Regions from separate parts of the Mus musculus genome. Here region 2 is linked to region 1. Evidence: chromatin contacts called from public HiChIP or PLAC-seq data. All regions are on one chromosome and are shown on one strand. The core of a region is the stretch at or near the end of the contact, and the rest is flanking DNA. Distances in the headings are between cores, read along the strand shown. Region 1 has its middle 19 kb from the start of Gm39673. Region 2 holds the start of Cpeb4 (cytoplasmic polyadenylation element binding protein 4).

Region 1 (7,165 bases), core at 1,208-3,707:
ACAGGTGGCTGAGATGCCTATTTAAAATCAGAGTGAACCTGGCCGCCAGGTTCTTCCAGCATCCCTCAGTCCCTATCTGTTACAGGATATGCTGGCATACCCATCCTCTACCCTGAACTCCTCAGCCCAAGGCTTGGTCTGCCCTTCACTCAGAGGCTTCTCCCTATGTAGTCCAGACATTTTGGTTGCCACTCTTCTTTTGTTCTTTCTTTTATACCTTTGGCCTCCTGGCTGCTGTACTCAGTTCCCCCCTCTCCCTTCCTCTCCCCCTCTCCCCATATGGTTCAAGGTCATGACTACTCTGGATTCTTCTGCCTCTGGCTATGTCTCCCTTATATCTATGTATCTATGATAAACTTTCTTCTCCACCATACCTAGGACTGGACATGTTCTATTTCTTTCTTTCTTTCCTTTTTGTTTTCTTTCTCTCTTTCTCTTTTCTCTTTCTCTCTTTCTTTTCTCTTTCTTTCCTTTTTGTTTTTTTCTTTCTCTCTTTCTCTTTTCTCTCTCGTTCTTTCTTTTTCTCTTTCTCTCTTTCTTTCCTTTTTGTTTTTTCTTTCTCTCTCTTTTCTCTCTCTCTCATTCTTTCTTTTCTCTCTTTCCTTTTCCTTTTCTTTCTCTCTTTCTCTTTTCTCTCTCGTTCTTTCTCTTATCTTTCTTTCCTTTCTTTCTCTCTTTCTTTCTTTCTCTCTTTCTTGCTTGCTTGCTTGCTTGCTTGCTTGCTTGCTTGCTTTTTTCATTCAGTATGAACAGCTGCCATGCATGTGCTGAGACCAGAGTCCAGGGACTGAGAATCACAGTAGGACAGCCTGCAGGGCCCTGATGTGACCAACTTCCAGGAGAGGCTGCAGAACAAGCAGCCCATTGCAGGCTGGTAGGCAAGGTCCTTGAGGGGGGGCCCATCAACATGATATGAGCTGGGGTGTGGGGAGAGCAGCTGCAAGCTATTTTTGCCTCTGATGGCTACAGAAAGCAAATTGCAGAGGGGCGGTGGGTGCTCACGATGCTACCTAGCAGGGAGATCTGGCTTGGTTTTTAGTATCTGCCCACCTAAGGCTGCCAGAGAAAATGGAAGTTATCCTGTTAAATCTGGACTTCTGACAACCATTATTGCTGTTGTTGTTATTATTATTATTATTAAAGTATGCATATATAATAATAGGGGCATACCTAGAATAATAATTTCTAAAAAGCCTTAATTTGAAGTTCAAATTTCCTTGACATCTTATATTTTTATTTGCTAAATCTGGCACTTTTTGCCACACCATCACTAGGATTACTGGGGTCATGTCACCCCAGCCTGGTGGTGTTTAAGTCTTGTAACCAAGGGAATCACTAAAGACTTGTGATTAGGTAACTGGGGAATCAGAGAGAACTCATCAGGCCCAGGGTTAGAAAGCCAGCAAATCACAGCAGTTGGAGAGAAAGTCAAGTTCATGATTCAGGAAGCCATGTTCTGTCTCCTAGGCTCCCAGAAATGCTAGACCAGGATAGGAGGGGAACAGCAAGTGGAAGACAGATGGGATCAGGGCATACAGCTGAGGTCACAGAGGCAACATCATCTGGAGGCTGAAAGGTAGCTCATGGTTAAGAGCATTGGTTGCTCTTGCAGAGGACTTGGCTTTGGTTCCCAGCTCCCTGGTGGTAGTTCAGTTCAATGTGTAACTCAGGTTCCAGGGGATCTGATGCCCTCTTCTGGCTTCTATGGGTACTGCGTGTATGGAAGGAAGGGAGTAAATGACAGCAACTTGGTCCATACATGTACTCAGGCACACACACAGACACTTAAAGCATTACCTATTAACACATTATCTAAGTTTAATGTTTTCAGTGCTGGTGACTTGTGCATGCCTGGCATCTCTCTACTACCAAGAACCAAGCACCCACTAATACAAGGCACAGGACTTATTTGGCAACAGAAGTAGATAGTAGTAACATTATGCACTCTTCCCATTTTACAGAATGAGAAAGTGAGGCCCAGAGAGGCCACAGATTTGGGAGTCACAGGACCTCAGTACACACACACACACACACACACACACACACACACACACACACAAACACCCCGTTTTGTTTATTTATTTATTTATTTTAGGGTTTTTTTTTCTCTTTCTGCCAGGCCCCACGGCAGCCTTTCTGCCCCACATTTGCTGCATATTCAGATCTGATGCTCCTCCCCGTCTGAGCAAAACAACACAAATTGAGATCCTCAGAAGCGGTCAGCTTTGGGCAATTCTGTTGTTGCAGATGCCATGCTTAACACTGCCCCCTTGAGCCACGCATCCCTGTGCCAACCCTCTTGGCAGGCCCTAGCCATACCCCTGTGTGTAGATCCCCAGCCTGGGTCTTCTTTCTATCTTGTGGAATGGAGGATGCTAGGAATGGAGCAGCTGACAGCAGCTCAGGGTCTCAGCAGAGCTGGAATTTGGAGCCAGGCCTCTGGTGCTATGGTGACAGTTACTATAGAAACTCGCAAGCTGCACTCAGCCAACCTACAGGGAATTATGAGGTTTGTCATAAGCGAGAGCCAACAAAGAAGGAGGAACCCTGGAGTTAGAGTTTGAAGCAAGGGCCAAGTCTCATTTTGGAGCTACGTTCACGTGTTACTTCATCTTCCTTGCCTACCACTTCTTCACCCCACCCTCCTTTTAAGTACCACACAGTCCCGAGTGTCAAGTAGCTAGCTGGATGCCCTGGTGCCTTCTTTACTCAACTGCTGCTACTTTCTGGATTTACCTTTTTATCCCAACATATCTTTCTTTCAAGTACTGGACACTTGTCACCAGGAACAGGGACAACCCAGGGTGCATAGACCTCTCAGCTAGGCTGAAAGGACACCAGTGTCACAGAGGTGCTCGAGTAGATGCATGAGAACATCTCCAGCCAAGGAAAGACAGAAGAGGCTACAGAGCAGGCATAGCCATGGGCTTTGGGCACTGCATGGTCAGGAGAGCTGTGTCCAAAGAGTGGTGCCTATGCCTATTTCTCTGTGTCCACTGCCCTGAGGAAGGCATGTATTTGCGTGCTTCGTCCCCAGCTGATATACTGTTTGGAGTGGTTAGGCGGTGTGTCCCTGTTGGAATAGAGTGTGGCCTTAATGGAAGACATTTGTCACTGGGGTTGGCTGTGAGGTTTCAAAAACTCTCACTTTTCCACTGGGAGCTCTCTCTCCTCTCTTCTCTCTCTCTCTCTCTCTCTCTCTCTCTCTCTCTCTCTCTCTCTCTCTCGCTCTCTCTCTCTCTCTCTCTCTCTCTCTCTCTCTCTCTCTCTCTCTTTCTCTGCTGCTTACAGAGCAAGACGTAAAGCTCTCAGCTCCTTCTCCAGCACCATGTCTGCCTGCACACTGTTATGCTCCCAGTCATCATAATAATGGGCTTACCTCTGAAACTGGAACCCAGCCCCAATGAAACGCTTTCCTTTATAAGAATTGCCTTGGTCTTGGTGTCTCTTCATAGCATTAGAACATGACTAAGGCAAGTAGTATAATGTTAGAGACTATCACTTACCCCAATTTGCTTTCTCCACACAGACAGGAATGAAGTTTGATGCATTGCTGCATCCCAGGTGTCTAGGGGCCACAGGGACTTCATGCAGCACATGCATGCATGCGTGTAGCACATGAACTTTGTAATTGTATCTCACAGGCCAGTAACCTCCACACGTCTGTTCTCACTTTCCCTGCACATGGGTTCCATGATGTGACCATCATCTGATCACACTGAGGAGCTGAGGCTCAACCCGGGTTCTTCCAAGTTCCACATTTGGCTCATGGAAGGCTCAAATTCAAAGTCCAATTCCAACGTTTGGGGTACTTTGCAGATGACAGGGTCACAGCTTGACTGAAATATCATTCATGTACCACCCAGTCCCCTTTAAATGTGTTCCTGCAAATAGCTTCGACTCTATTCACCAAATTGTGTAAACAGCAGAACAATCCATTCGTTGCCAAATACGTCCACCATGAAACAAGAAAACAATGTCATTCCCCTAGCTGCGCTCCAACTTGGCCTTGTGAGAGAGATGTAAAATCCTTGGGCTGGGTGGCTGTAAATATAGAGTTGAAGGCGTGTACACTGTGGTCTGGCCTTTCGACAATGCACTTTGTGCTTCTTGGAGAGTGTGATGTGCACTTGTGACTTCTTTCAGTCAGGACTCTACTTCTTCATGAAAGATCTCAAAACAACCCACAGACAACTAACTGAAATTCCAGGAGAGCCATGGGGGCTTTCTAGAGTGAGTGTGGGTGGGGTGGGGGGTACGTGGGGGTGTGTACAGACCATGTAGCCACTCAAATTGTCTAGAATTCACCAGCACCAATGGCACCAAGAGCCCCCACACACTACAGCCACTCTGCCCTCCTCCAGAAAGAGCCTTTGTCCCATCAGTCTAACGCCAGTCCATAGTTGAGACAGACCCCTGGGCCTGTAGTGGTAGAAAAGAGAATCGTCTTCCTTCCTAGTGTCATGGGCTCCACTGCTCCAAGTCCTCACATGTCCCTCCCATGGCTCCACTGAAGATCTGTCAGAACTGTCCTCCTAGCTTCTAATCCAGCACAGTTTGAGAATGTCTTCCTGGACAGAGTCTCGTGCCCCACAGGCGGTCAGCCCAGGACCCCCATTCTGATACCAGTGACAACCTCCAGGCTATCTTACCTGTTCTTCCACTGGGCTGGCTATAGGTGTGACAAGTTACTGTTTTCTCCCCAAGGTGGATTTATTTCTGCAGTGGCTGATAGAGCAGGAGGGAAATGCCCACCTATGTTTCCTGTCTTATTTTAAAAGGATACAACAAACAGACAACTTGCTGAAAAATGGCTGGAAAGATACCTAGGTTAGTAAGTACAGATGAGTGGGAAGTTCCCGTGCCTTAGCCTGTGATCCTCCATGTTTGCCACCTGGAACATCTCTGAACTCTGTCCTTTCTGGGTGTTTTTAGGAGTGGCTGATTAAATTAATGGGTGGTGGGATCAACTTAGCCTCCAAACCCAGTTGCCTCCCTGGAGGTTGAGGGGTGGGGGTGGAAGCCCCAATCCTTTGATCCTGAAGCTACCTGAGGGCTGTCAAGCACCATCCACCATTCACCTCACTCGCATCCAAAATACATTTGTAAGTGAAGATCCCACTGCTATCAGGGGTCCTGTGCCAGGAAGTGGGAAAGACCAAGGCGTAAGACTTCCCAGTGTAACACACCATCTCTCAGCAGTGCTGGAACTTTACCTCAGACTTCCTTCTTGTCCCATGGAACCTCATATCTTATTTAGTCAGCTTCTTCATAAGTAGCTACTTACTCGCTTTTATTCTTCCCCCCCCCCCCGACAGGGTTTCTCTGTGTAGCCCTGGCTGTCCTGTAATTCACTCTGTAGACCAGGTTGGCCTCGAACTCAGATCTGCCTGCCTCTGCCTCCCAAGTGCTGGGATTAAAGGCATGCAACACTGATATAATGTGAGTGTAGCCTGTGACACTAGAGGTTTTGTTTTTAATGTCTATAGACTTGAGTCACAAAGTGGCACGCATCATGTTCATCTTACATTTGAACAAATATCACTAAACTGCCTTCCCAAAAGCTCTCTTGGAATTTTCATCTCTCAGGCAATGAATATCCTTCTGCACTCTTTCTGAGCCTTAAGCTTTTCTTCATGCTCTGATTTCCCCCCACCCCACAACTCCTCCCCCTCCCCCCAGCAACAACAACATCTATATGTCCAACCCAGACATCCTTTTTCTCCTTCATCTGTTGAGCGTCTATGTGTTTTGTGAGACCCAGTTAAACCATACCCTGCATTCAGAGGGTTTCTTAATTCCCCCAGAATCAGCTTGTCTTCATCCTTCCTTCTTTTAGACTTTACAGTCCTCTCTGCCTGACTTGTCATGGGACACAGGTCTCATTTGGGTGTTGGGGAATCCCACTCATGCCTCTAAGCCTAGAGAAGAAATGATATATCATAATCTCTGGGCTTCCTGTGCAGGGAAATATTTGATTATTTAGTGTCATTCTGACCAAGCTTTTCCCACAAATGTTTGTTGAATAAGTGAAGGTTTTTGCTTTAAACAAGAGACCAATGCCTGTTATTATTCAGACAGGGTAAGGCAGAGAGAGTGTGAATCATAGAATCTGTGGGTAAGGCAGGTCAGGATAGAGGGCACCCTGAGGGTCGTTGGCAGAGACCTTGATCACTTTACAATTTCTAGCATTCTGATATCTTCTCTTGAGTCTTTCTGCACTCAGGCATTCAAGGTGACCTTATCAAGTCTTTATTCCAAGACAGCTCTCTAAAGCTGCCACTTATTTGGAATATCTGGTCAGTTTTCAAAGTCAGATCTACTACCTTGTAAAATCCAATAAATGTCAAAGATATGTCAAGCTCATTAACCTCTGGGGGTCTCTTCAAAGAGTGGCTAAGGGAATTCTGGGTGCCAGGACAGTTAACTCTAAAACTCTTGAACCTAAGTCATTAAGTAGGTAAGGTTTAAAATTGACTAGCTTTGTTGAGAGTCATGGCCCTTTCTTCTGCTGATGCAAGCACAGCAGCATCTGTTAGTATGACCAGCCAAATGACTGGCACCTAGAGGAAACTGCAGCATTTAATCTGCCTCTGAGCCCTTTCCCTCCCTTCCTCCCTCCCTCCCTCCTTCCTTCCCTTCCTCCCTTCCTCTCACCCTCCCTCCCTCTCTTACTCTCCTTCCCTAATATCCTTTGCACACCTGCTTTCTAATAATCTTTTCTGGTAAATGTAAATATCTGCTTGTGTGTGGGTCACTACACCTTGTGGTGGTTAATAATGACCATCAATGCGGCAGATTCAAGAATCACCTTGGAGACCAACCTCTGAGCGGGAACTCTGTGGGAGTTCCGAGATTGGGTTAGCTGAGGTATGAAGGTCCACCCTGCTGTGGGTAGGTGGCCCAGTATGTGGGCTGGGCTTGTGGACTGGACACAAAGAAGAGGGTTAATGGGTCTCAGGGTTTCCTGACTGAGTCCCCAATGTAACCAACTGCTTTACATACCTGCTGTCACGTCTTCCACACCACAGTGAGCTACACTCACAACTTAGGAGCCAAACAAAGCCTAGCCCTCACACCCTGTCCTTTAAATAAACAGAGGAAGTAAGAAACTCATTGAGCTCCTTGAGAACAATCGTCTGGAGGGACTGGTGACCTGAGCCCA
Region 2 (7,165 bases), core at 1,797-4,296, 180 kb after region 1:
TGCAACCTGCCAGCTTCCTGTTGAGCATACTTCATGGATAGGACTCCTACTGCAGGCTGAGTGCTCCATCCAGCTCTTATCTGCAACAATAGATCCCTTTAAAGATCCCAAATAGAGTCGCTGAATTGTTGTCATGGTTACCAGGGGACAGTTGCTGAGGCCACAATGTTTTCAAGAAGGATAGTCTTGGGTTGAATATCCTGAGTTTCTGAGTAGATTGCAGACTTAAAGGAACCGTTTCTCCCTTCCTTCTCTCTTCCTCTCAGTGTCTAACCACCAGCCTGACCCTTGATGACTCAGATGTCCCAGTGATCATCCTAGTCTCAGCCCAGACCAAACCTTAAACAAGTAGAGTGACCTGGTACGGAAGCACTGACTGATCCTGGAATGTCTTCTGCAAACCAAGAGAGGTTCCTGAACACTGGTCCATGCAACTTCTTCTAGGTAGAAGATGCCGCTGAAGCAACTCTCTGGACTCAATGTCTTAATAAGGAACACGTATCTTGATCCCTGCATGTGGGCACTGCGCTTACACAGACCTCATGTAACTCACTATCCTAGGAAGGTCTGGGGATACTGTCCACATGGCTCTATGGGGAAGAAAGGACTTGGAGTGGTGATGCTGAAGGCTACATAAGGAGGAAGCAGCAGATCTGAGTTCAAATTGAGGGCTGTTTGGTTTTCAGGTCAGTTTCCTCTAAGACACAGTTGCCATTTTAAGATACTGAGAAGAACTGATAGCTCCAAGTGACCCACAACCATCTACTGGACACAGAACATCCAGCTAGTCATTAAGTAAACATGTACTAAGTCTGTTCTGAGCCAGATCCTCTATTGGTCACTGGTGACATAAAGACAAATCACACACACACACACACACACACACACACACACACACACACACACACACACACAAATCACCCTTAAGAAACTAACTTACTGACACCCAGTAGTAATTTAAAAAGAGGAATCTTACAAGACTCTCTAGTAAGGGGAAGTTAGGGAAATCATTCTGAAAGAAATAGTACCTGGCTGAGCCAGCTCAGTCTCAAGGTATGTGTGTGTGTGTCAAGGGGAGCGGCAGAAAAGGAAAACAACAGAGTAAGATCCAACCTTACCTATGCTCAAAGAACTCACAGAACTGCAGAGGTCAGTATGATACATATACACGAAGGAGAATAACATCCCCGAATAAGATCCACATAGGCAAGCCATACAGGAAGTGTTGGAGAATTGAGACACTTGATATAGAAGGAAGGGTTAGATGACGGTGATGATGAGTCTTTGAGACAAGATGATAGCCCTGGCTAGCCTGGAACTTGCTTGATGTGTAGACCTGATGGCTTAGAACTCAGGGATTAAAGGTGTGTGTCACCATACTGGGTAGATAGATATAGATATAGATATATGATTTTGTTGGAATTACTTTGGGCTCTATCTTAGTTTTTTCTTCAGTTTCCATTTCCCAAAGGAAACATTTATTCAACACATATCTAAAACTTATGCTGAGGACAATATATTACTTCAGGCCCCAGCAGAGTAAACGATAGTAGGCCTATACAAAGGCAAAGACAGGGAGGCCTTGAGTAGACAGCAAATAACCAACATGTGAGCTCCAAACCAAATGGCATAAGAAACTAAATGATGAATTCAGATTTGAATATCAGACCTTTCAGAAAAGATTTCATTCTTGCTGCTTTTCTCTATGTATGTCTCCATTCAAGATTCCTCTCTGGTGCTTCCAATCTTCAATGTCAAATCTTTCGAGCAGTGGCTCTCAACCTTCCTAATGCTGCGACCCTTTCATACAGTTACTCGTGCTGTGGTGACCCCTCCCCACCATAAAATTACTTTTGTTGCTACTTCATAACTGTAATTTTGCTACTGTTATGAATTGTAATGTGAACATCTGTGTTTTCTGAGGGTCTTAGGCAATCCCTGTGAAAGGGTCATTGGACACCTCCCTGAAGGCATCACAACCCAGTTGTTGAGAACTACTGTTTTAAGCACTGATTTAGAGACATAAGCCACCAATGTAATATAATGCCATATAAAAGCATGAGCGGTATCGAGGGTCATGTATGCCTGTAAAAAGAGATTCCGAAGGCAGAGTAGGTAGGTTGGAGACTTACTCCTAAAACGAAATGAGAGTTTGCCAAGAGGAGACGACAAAGGCGTGGAAAAAGGCACAGAGAATACTGCCCACAGGACAATACGGAGTTTGGTCTTTATTCTCCAGGTAACGGACTGCCATTTTTAAAAAGGTATGAGCACAACAGGACCGTGACTGGAATTTCGTTTTTAGAAAAATCCCTCCGTTCTGCTTGGAAGGTGGAGTAGAAAGCTAATAGTTGGTGGCTCAGCCATGGACGCCTACAGCATCTGCATCTCAAAGGGAGGATGGGAGAGTAGGTGGTTCGGGTGGAGGAATGGAGACTGAAGGGAATCCCTCCGGAGACGTGCGTTCAGGATAAGGACTATGCAGTTCTAGGCACAGCACAGATGCCGGGAAAACCCGCCTCTCCTTCCATCCCTCGGGGGCGGAGCTCGGGCCAGAGCACGTGATGCCCGGGGCACCCACCTTTACTCAGGGCAGGCCTCTCGTTTATTCTAGGTTTCATGGGTTGCCACTTCGACCCCCAACACTTTAGCTCAGTGTTTCAGTGTGCAAGATGTCCATTCTCTTCCGAGCGTCTCTCTACGGACTTCCTAAGAAGCCTGCTTTGGGAACATAAATCGCAAAGGAATCTTTGCCCATAAAAAAGATGGCGGTGCACCGCTTGCACTGGGTGCGCAGACCCGAGGCCGACGCCGGCCCCGCTGGGCGAGGCGCAGGCGGAAGAGGCGGCTCTGAGATGACCAGAGACCTTCCTGGGTGGAGCTCTGAGGCTGGGAGGCGTGGCCTAGTCGGGATTGTGGTGTCGGATTGGTCTTCCGGCTGCTAGGCGTGGCCTCCGCAGCACCCCGCCCCTCCCTCATCGAACCGGAAGTGTCTCTCGGTCTTTCCAGCTGGTTGTCATTTCACTCGGCTCGGTCCTGAGGAGAAGGACTCAGCCGCGGCTGCGGGACCTGGGCACCGGAGGCAGTGGCGGCGGCGGCGGCGGCGGCAGCGGCGACAGCAGAGGAAGACGAGGAGGAAGAAGGAAGAAAAAGAAGAGCCAGACGGAGTCCGCAACGACGACAGCTGGGACTGCGGGACCGGGGAAAAGCGGCGGCGGCGGCGGCCCAGCAACCGTGAGGAGAAACAAAAGCCTTCTAAATTATAGTTTCCAATCAGTCTAGGGGAAAAGAGAGCGCGAGCCGAGGGGGGAGGCTTTTCTCCTGTAGAGTAACTACGGTAGCGGGGTTTTCCTTTTTGTCCATCCCCCTTCCCCCTCCCCCCGGCGGAGAATCGAACTGAGAGAACTGAACAAACCGCCCCTGGGTCCCATGAGGGAAAAAAATCCCGGAGCCGCAGAGAGGGGAAGAGGCAGAAACCGCAGGACCTTCCAGGTCGCCCCCTTGCTCCCCGCACCCCCGGGCCGCCAGCTTGCCCTTGTCCAGTCTCGCTAATCCCTCCTGATCGCGACACCCCCCAGAGGGAGAAACGGGTGTTTCCAACCCCTTTCATGGGGGAAAGGAGGCCGAGGGGAGCCCAAGAACAGCAAACGCAGCAAGATCTGCACCCGGAGCCCAAGGAACAGCCCCAGAGGCCCACACTGCACCCTACAAAAGAACAGAAACAGGACCAGGAACAGCAGAAATCTCCCTGCAATCATCTTTCCTTTAGTCAAGGCTGATTTCCTCTTTGGCAACCAGAAATTCACCTCCCGCCCCAGATAACCTAATATAATCTATCTATATATAAATATATAATATATAATGTTCTTAAATTATTCCTGATTTTTTTAACCAAGCTGCCAAGAAAAGAACGTATTCACCCCTTAATCCTATTCTAATTTTTATGTGAATCTAAACTGCTGAGGAAGACCATATGTGATTGTTAAATTTTATATATATATATTTTTACTCCGCACAATGCTTATTCTTCTATATCCATAGATGCTTGAGAAGCTGTGTTTTTGTCATTCATGAACATTTTCCTTTGGAAAAAGAAAGCGCCTATTTTACTAACCAAAGACTTGATTTTTACCTTTTTCCTTTTTTATTCCTTCCTTGAAATAAGCCCAATTGGATTCATATCAATATTTTAAGAGGTTTTTTTTTTTAGGTTCTTTTCCATTCAGAGAGACCAGAATTCCAAATCAGAGATACGTAGGGTGATAAGCTGTGATCTTTGAGTTAGCTATAAATAAGATACTTCAAGCAAACATATTTGAGATACAGGGGAGGAAAGACGTGAGACATTAGGTTGTCTTTTTTTTATTGTGAGATTCTGATCCTAAAAATAATAAATGGGGGATTACGGGTTTGGAGTGCTAGTGCAAAGCAATACTGGGAATAAATCTGCTTTTCCAGTCCGATTCCATCCACATCTGCAGCCTCCACACCATCACCAAAATGCCACCCCCAACCCTGCTGCTTTTATAAATAATAACACAGCTGCCAATGGCAGCAGTGCTGGGTCAGCCTGGCTCTTTCCTGCCCCGGCTACTCATAACATTCAGGATGAGATCTTGGGGTCAGAAAAAGCAAAAAGTCAACAGCAAGAACAACAAGACCCTTTAGAAAAGCAACAGCTCTCCCCGAGTCCAGGTCAGGAAGCTGGAATACTGCCTGAAACTGAAAAGGCAAAAGCTGAAGAAAATCCAGGGGACAGTTCTTCAGAAAACAGCAACGGAAAAGAAAAACTACGCATTGAATCACCAGTGTTGACAGGGTTTGATTACCAAGAAGCCACCGGTCTCGGGACTTCCACCCAACCCTTGACATCCAGTGCATCGTCCCTTACTGGTTTCAGTAACTGGTCAGCAGCGATAGCACCTTCTTCCTCCACTATAATCAATGAAGATGCAAGTTTCTTTCACCAGGGAGGGGTCCCTGGCGCTTCAGCTAATAATGGTGCTCTCTTGTTTCAAAATTTTCCCCATCATGTCAGCCCTGGCTTTGGTGGTAGCTTCTCCCCTCAGATCGGGCCTCTCTCCCAGCACCATCCTCATCACCCCCATTTCCAGCACCATCACAGCCAGCATCAGCAGCAGAGGAGGTCTCCTGCCAGTCCCCACCCCCCACCTTTCACACATAGAAGTGCTGCTTTTAACCAGCTGCCTCATTTGGCGAATAATCTTAACAAACCTCCTTCTCCATGGAGCAGCTACCAGAGTCCTTCTCCAACCCCCTCTTCTTCCTGGAGCCCAGGAGGTGGCGGCTACGGTGGCTGGGGAGCATCTCAAGGCCGGGATCACCGCAGAGGGCTGAACGGTGGAATAACACCCCTGAACTCAATCTCACCTTTGAAGAAAAATTTCGCAAGCAATCATATTCAGCTCCAGAAGTATGCTCGCCCTAGCTCAGCCTTTGCTCCAAAATCCTGGATGGAAGATAGCTTGAACAGGGCTGACAACATTTTTCCTTTTCCGGTAAGATGTTGTTCCATTAATATATTAAGATGAATAAGGAAGTAGTGTGGTGGAGTGTCTGTGGAATGAGAGAATCAGACTTGTCTGTGCTTACATTAGAGATCTTAGGAAATGAATCAGTTACCAGCCTTTATTTTAGCAAACGGGTGTAATTGGAAGAAAATAGTTAACTGTTTCTTGGGCCTTAATTTTTCCATTTATAATTACAGATACTGAGTAGTTAGTGATGTCCTAATTAATTATACCTTTCTTGCTTAACGAGAATTTTCCTCACTTGAGGAAGAATGGTAAAACAGTAATATGTAGCAGAAATGTATGAATTTTATTATGGAAACTAATGAATGTTTTCTGTCTAGGAAAATGACCTTTTTTTGACATTGTAAGGTAGGGAGTCACTGAAAGCAACGAGTTCCAGATTTCCTCCTGGTTATATTTAGATGTGGACCTTGCAGTCTGAGCAGTCTGAACTGATCAATTCAGCAATTCCTTTTAGACTTCTCTGCAAATTCTGACCTTTCTTGTGTCAGTAAGGACTACTAGTTAGGGAGAAATAGTACAGATGATTTCTTTGTCATGCTTAAAATGTATGTATGTATGTATGTGTGTATGTATGTATGTATGTATGTATGTATCTATCTATCTATCTATCTATCTATTTATTTATTTAGCAGTGCTGGGTATACCCGTTTCTTTTTGAATACCGTGAAGATGTTGGTTTCAGAAAGCCTGTTTTGTTTTTGGGGGGTTATTGTTTATTTTGTTTTTTGGTAGGTGATGCCTTTCACCTACTTGTTTATTTTCCAGTGTTAACACTAGGGGTGTAGATAATTAAACCATTCCTAAAAATAGGTCCAGGCAAAGATCACTTGTCTCTGTTGGTATTAGTATATCCTTTTTCTGGTAGGAATCACATTGTTTTTGAACTAATGAGCAGACAGTTTGTCTTGCAGAAACAAGGTAAAGGGAATTTCATGTCTTAGCTCAACATCACTTGCCACACTCAATTTCTATACTGTAGAACAGTCATTTCTATGTCTTTAGAAAATGTATAGAAAGTAGTAAGGTCCGTTGAGCCTGTCCTCATATTAACTGCGAAAGGTAAGTTCTGCCATTATCCTACTCACAGATGAGGGACATAAGCATGGGCTTAAAGCCATGTATACATGAATGTGTCATGCACATGTGTTACAGCAAAAGGTTTTTTTTTTTTAGATACACTTCTATAGGGACTAAAGCATATTATAAGACAGTTGTAGTGTTCCTATTTAAGGGAAGTAAAAGTTTGCTAGACAGAGAGTCCCATGTCAGTCCAAGGAGCTAAATAAATATCTTTTCATTCCTTAAGGGTACAGGTGTAAGGCATCTTAAAATATTTGGTCAAATTTAGTTTTAAATTTTTGCTTTTAGAAAACATTATTTTTTGCTCAAGCCAAGTTCAGTTGTCATTTAGTGACAGATAAATAGCTGTTCAGAACATTGACAGTGGCTTTAAAAAGTTGTTATTAATATTCCTTAGAACATAAATATTAAAACAATATTTAATTTAATTTAATGCAAAGGTGACTTATGAACTATTTATATATTGCTAATTTTAAAAAACCACACCTTTTAGCTAGATTATGATTAGAGTGGGAATTGAATCTAGA

What was found. HiChIP or PLAC-seq counts read pairs in DNA pulled down with a chosen protein or histone mark.
Region 2: a contact with region 1 is called in an H3K4me3 HiChIP or PLAC-seq map of forebrain, with 7 times the contacts expected there. The contact joins the promoter of Cpeb4 here to the enhancer-like site in region 1. A contact is called at or near these places in 11 of 39 promoter capture datasets (the 3T3-L1 cell line, 3T3-L1-derived adipocytes, the HPC-7 cell line and 7 more), 26 of 484 Hi-C or Micro-C datasets (the AML12 cell line, the AtT-20 cell line, the BV-2 cell line and 18 more), 17 of 115 datasets of contacts at active chromatin or transcription factors (the 230-238 cell line, PVALB interneurons, VIP interneurons and 12 more) and 3 of 9 other capture datasets (adipose tissue, liver and pancreatic islet).

The regions. Positions count from the first base shown.
Region 1 is chr11:31,692,619-31,699,783 of GRCm38.p6, forward strand. No RefSeq gene overlaps it. Among named protein-coding and RNA genes, the nearest start is that of Gm39673, 19 kb to the right of the region's middle. Within about 2 kb of position 2,458, at least 55 of the 459 cell types and tissues checked have an H3K27ac peak or open chromatin away from gene starts, as enhancers often do. A contact at or near this core is called in VIP interneurons, brain, cerebellar granule neurons and 10 more, where this site is marked.
Region 2 is chr11:31,867,894-31,875,058 of GRCm38.p6, forward strand. It overlaps Cpeb4 (cytoplasmic polyadenylation element binding protein 4), which reads left to right and starts at 3,047. Exons shown (of 10, transcript NM_026252.4): 1 at 3,047-5,519. The coding sequence starts at 4,395.